Linked DNA regions of Xenopus laevis: region 2 is linked to region 1. Evidence: chromatin contacts called from public Hi-C data. All regions are on one chromosome and are shown on one strand. The core of a region is the stretch at or near the end of the contact, and the rest is flanking DNA. Distances in the headings are between cores, read along the strand shown. Region 1 overlaps dnajc1.L (dnaJ homolog subfamily C member 1). Region 2 has its middle 19 kb from the start of skida1.L.

Evidence for each region. A called contact is a pair of places that touch in the nucleus more often than the background predicts.
Region 2: a contact with region 1 is called in a Hi-C map of the XL177 cell line, with 3 times the contacts expected there. The contact joins two enhancer-like sites. A contact is called at or near these places in 2 of 4 Hi-C or Micro-C datasets (the XL177 cell line and the XTC cell line).

Annotation. Positions count from the first base shown.
Region 1 is chr6L:26,413,048-26,415,745 of Xenopus_laevis_v10.1, reverse strand. All of the region lies in intron 1 of dnajc1.L (dnaJ homolog subfamily C member 1), which reads right to left. Among protein-coding and RNA genes, the nearest start is that of dnajc1.L, 17 kb to the right of the region's middle. Within about 2 kb of position 1,320, at least 1 of the 7 cell types and tissues checked has an H3K27ac peak or open chromatin away from gene starts, as enhancers often do.
Region 2 is chr6L:26,708,954-26,711,651 of Xenopus_laevis_v10.1, reverse strand. No RefSeq gene overlaps it. Among protein-coding and RNA genes, the nearest start is that of skida1.L, 19 kb to the right of the region's middle. Within about 2 kb of position 1,356, at least 3 of the 7 cell types and tissues checked have an H3K27ac peak or open chromatin away from gene starts, as enhancers often do.

The DNA.
Region 1 (2,698 bases), core at 71-2,570:
GGGACCTGCTGTCCAGAATGCTTTGGACATGGGGTTTTCCAGATAATGTCTCTTTCGTTAATTTAGATCTTCATACCTTAAGTCTACTAGAAAATCATGTAAACATTAAAAAATCCAATAGCCTGGTTTTGCTTCCAATAAGGATTAATTATTTCTTAGTTTGGATCCAGTACAAGGTACTGTTTAAAAAATTTGGATTATATGGATAACATGGAGTTTATGGGAGATGGCTTCTCTGTAATTTAGAGCTTTCTGAATAACAGGTTTCCAGATAACAGATCCCATACCTGTATTAAAAAAAAATTGTTAAAGGGCAAAGTGTTTTCACATCCTCAAATTGTTGTGATCCAATTAAATAGTGTTTGCTAGTTTGAATATGTCAAAAAAAATGCAATGCTGCTTCTTTATTTGAGCACATCCTCTTAAGCCTACTGTGCAGCCGAATGCTAAGGATTTCACTATATACCGGTAGGTGTCTATAATTACTAAGAAGAATGTACAACATCACCTCTGTCAAGGTAGGAGTGGGAAAAAATGGCGGGGGTTATTTATTAAGAATTAAGTTGTTTTCCCACTTTTTTTTGTCAAAATTCCCATTTTCGGGATAAAAAAAAAATTTAATTTTTCGAGATTTATTATACCCCGACCATGGAAATAACTCGAATTCAAAAATAAACCATCTAAAACCTGTCAAGGTCATGTAGGAGTCAACGGCAGAGGTCCCTTGAACCATTTGAAGATGTTAACAGCCTGCATGATGTTTCGAGTGGGTTTTGCATGACAATTCGATCAATTCGATTAATTTAATAAATTATTTTTTTTCCAACCAAAAACTTGAACAATTAAAGTTTTCAGGTTGTTAACCCCAATCTCTTTAATTTTTTTTTTTTTTTTTAAATTAGAAACCATTCAAGTTGTGAGTTAATTTGGGTTCATTCGAGGTATACAAAACTCTAAACTTCGACCTTTGATAAATAACCCCCTAAATGTAGTATAGTTTCCTTTTGAAATTAATACTGAGTGAAGGGGACAACCCAAGCTATAATTATTAGACAGATATAGACAAATACTGTCCTGTTAAGGAAGAGCAGCAGGGGTTAATTTGCTGCACTTTTTCATGCTCCACGTTAGAACTTTAAAAAGAGGCAAGTACATAAATACACACCCAGGCCAACAAAGCAGTTTAGCCAACTCAAAAGGTAATGGCAAAACTGAAGTGGCAGCTTAGGAAATCTGAGTTTTCTTTTTATTTCCATCAGACCAGTGCAACGCTGTGAATGGCGACTGTCAGAAAATAGTATTTGCCGAGTACAGATGTGAAACACCCAGTGGTGATTGATGAAGAGGGTGCGTGGCTTGGCCGGCAAAGCAGTTCTCAAGAAATCCTCTGAAAAATCTATAACGAAGCAGTTGAATGTTTCAGACTAACACTCAGACTGATAGGACTAACTTACATCTATGGCTACAGGGACATTAACATAAAAATGTGTGCCCCTAAAAACCTTGTGGAATCTAAATGCTTCCTGCAAACATACACCATACAGGACTCTGCCATGCGTTTTCTGTTATTATCCTGTTCAACTGCAGGGCTAGGAGGTCATGCAGGAACATACGCTTTATGCCAAACACAATTAGAATTGTATAATATATTCTAAAAATGTAAAAGTTCCACATATTATGATAGAAGGCAGATACACTCTAATGTCACAGAGAAAGACATTTTTAGAGAGTCTAGTAGTGTGTATCAATTTCCTTCCTATCCTTTGTGACAATAACACATTTAACATATATTCAGTATTCTGGGAGATTACAATTCCAGGACTTTTTTGGTTTAAAAACGCAGTCTTTACTTACATATTTAAAGCGGTGTCTGCCCCAAAACTTTTTTTTAATTTCATTTATATATTAAATAAATTAGAGCATTATTTTCTGCAAGAGAAACAGGATCAACTTGTTTAAATATAATGTGGCCTTAAAGCTAAAGTCAAATGAGGAAATTTTACATTAACAATTAGTCACCTTCTACAGTTTGCTATGGGCCCTGACATTTAGGGGTTATTTATTAAAATCCGAATTATCTTGGAAAAAAAAAAATCACCACCAAACTCCCATGCCCAATTCTAGCTTGTTTATTAATGAAATAAAAACTCGATTTAATTGGATCATGGAAAATCTCTATAAAATATAGTGAAAACCTGAAACATTCAAATTTTTCAGTCCTGAATTGCTTGAATTTTGCGAGTTTTTGCCCAAAAACCATGAAAAAGTTGGATTTTTCTGCTAAACCCAGCACAGACCATGAAAACTTCAGATAGAGATAGGTGCCTCTCTCATTGACTTATATAGGAGCTCAACAGATCTGAGATGGCAAATTTTCGCAGCATCATGGTAAAATAAATCTTGGAAAAAAATTAGGTTTTTTTTTCCTCTAAAAAAGTTCTCTAGTGAAAAAAAACAACAAATTTTTCGAGATTTTAACATTTGGATTTTAATAACACTTTAAATGTGGCTGCCAGGAGCATCTTTCTGTTCTGCAGAAACACATGGCAACAGATGCATGAAATGACCAGGGAATTAAAAGGATTAAAAACTGGATAAGAACTATATAAGGCACTCTCAAGTAGAAACAAAACAAACCGACTATGTGAGCTATCTGGTTACTTTTCCCAATTAAAATAAGTGTGTGTGTTAGTGCATG
Region 2 (2,698 bases), core at 107-2,606, 300 kb before region 1:
CATTATTCTTTCCCCCTGTGACAATCGTATCTTTCAGTCCAGCCAAGTATCTCAGTAATGCCTAGAATCTTGTACATGCGATTTGTTCAATCACACAGCTTGTTCCTATTTGGGAGATGAGGTGCAACTGTGAGTGATATGTTTACCTACAAGGGGAGAGGCCTTTTCCCATCAAATTCTATCCCAAATTCTCCTGGACCCCATTTGCACAGCCGTTTGGGTGATGGATTGTGGATTATTTAATGAATACACCCGGTAGGTTCGGTGGAATTTTAGGTAGAACATTGGTCCCAGAACACCATTCCCAATTGTATGTGTCTTAAATGTAGTCACTGTGAATGTTTTACCATGATAGGTGCAGGAATCCCATCTGGTTTAATGCAGGAGGGTCTCTTTAAATAAAGGATTGGTTCACCTTTACGTTCTATAATAGAATAGATTTTAAGCAACTTTTCAATTGGTCTTCATTATTTATTTTGCATAGTTTTCTTTTTGTAATGATTTGTCTTTCTTTGTCTGACCTTTTCCAGCTTTCATATAGGGGTCGCTGACCACATTTAAAAAAAATGCTTTATAAAGCTACACATTTATTTGTATTGCTACTTTTGATTTTTCTTTGCAGGCCCTCGCCTATTCCTATTCCAGTCTCTTATTCAAATCAGTGCATGGTTGCTAGGGTTATTTGGACCCTAGCAACCAAAAGGTTAAAATTGCAAACTGCTGCTGCTGCTGAATAAAAAGCTAAATAACTCAAAAAACTACAAATAATAAAAAAAATGAAACCGAATTACAAATTTCTCAGAAAATCACTCTCTACATGAGGGTAAAAATGAACTCAAAGGTGAACAACCCCTTTCCTTTAACTAAATAAATATATACACAGATAGTGACTGCGCAGTTTCTACAGGGGATGTTGGGAGTTGTAGTTCATGATTGTATAAAAACAGAGGTGGGTTTAACATAGTGCTGCAAAATGATATTATAAGCAGAACAATGGATTCTTTTTTTTTTTTATATTTTCCCTGAACAATGTATTTCCAGGTGTTTTAAGCAGAACAATGTATTTTCATATCATTGTTGCTGCAGTGTGGGGTTGTGCAATATACTCTGTTCATCTTGTGCTGTAGGAATAGATGGGCTGGTTGTACGTTTCCTGGCAAGATAGGAATAATTAAAGAGTTTTTAGCTATCATGTCTGTTAAAGAGGTATTTCCAGGCTCATGTAATATGGAGTTTGGATTAGAGGGGCAGCAGCCTTGTAATCCCAGTTGATGTCCCAGCGCAGTCCCCTCTAATGAGTCCTATTCCCTGAGGTCATACAGTACCCGAATGTCAATCAAAGCGACGGATTGAGGGCTGCTATTGTTCCACTCCCACGTCACTAGGCTTCCACTCATTATATGACACAATAGCCCGGCTCTCTGATCAGTCACACGGAATCTGCCCATTATCCGGGGGGGAGAAAGCGCAGCCCTGATCTTTCACTGGGAGATTCCCTTTGGTGGATCCCATCAGTTCTGCTGCTTTGTTATTATTATTTTTTTTTTTTTTGCTCTGTATATTTTGCAGCCCAACAACACGGACAGACAGGATCCTTTCTCACAAGGCTTTAGCGAGTGATGGCACAATGGGTGAACAGCACCCTGATGTCACAATGGGTGAACAGCACCCTGAGCGCTAAAGGAAAAAAAAAACAAAAAAACAAAAGCGCCTTTTGCTTTTTCTTAAAAGTGTTGCAAATAATCGTACAAAGTGAAAAGGGAGGAGCAGCACGGATTCCCGTAGATGAGCTGCCTAAATGATTAAATCCTGTTTAATTACAGGGTTCATATTGGTTTACACGCAGCCCCTGCCCGCAGCTTATGATTCCCAACTAATACCTTCTCCTTATTTTCTGCTTGTCACCACCAGATCTTCATCTGTTAATAGGAATCTCACATAACTGCTGTCAGGCTTCTGCTACATAGTTATTTATTTGTTTGTATGTGTGTGTGTGTGTGTAACATGAAATTCTGACAATCTCCCAAACAAATAATACTTCCTTTTCTTTAACCCAAGTGAGTGACTGTAACTGTTTGTTATTTACAAATATTTTGCTCCACCAGGACCAAATAAAGTTGTTGGAATGTGCCACTTTCTTTCGATTAGGTGGATGGAGATACTGATATTTACTGATATTCAGAAAGACTGATATTGTGCAGTTCAAGGGAAACAGTCTAGTGACACACATTTAATTTGTGTATATTTACTAGTGATTAATTGTAACGAATTATTCCAGGATAGTTGAGATTAATAGCTAACATCCTTGGAGTGAGAGGTCACTTTGTAGAGGATTATTTAATGAAGCTGATGTGGAATATGAAGCTGTGGGTGCAATGTAAGGGTGGGGGGTTTTTTGTAAGGAAACAATCACGTGCTGTAGGGGCTGAAGGCGCAGGTGTAGAGGCAGATCTGGTTACTGTTGTCTATAACTGCACCCTCTCCTACTAATGCTGCTTTGTTTTATTGGATACATTCAACCCTGGGTTCTCTGGTTCCTTTACTGCATTGTTATTAATAAATGCCATGGGTTGGTGACTGTGGTTCTTCTGAAAGGCAAACTCCCTTGGTCCCTAAATATGGAGAAACATGTATCAAAGTATATGTATTTCAGAGGGGTTGTGATCAATTTAGGGTAACTATGTATTCTATGTACTAA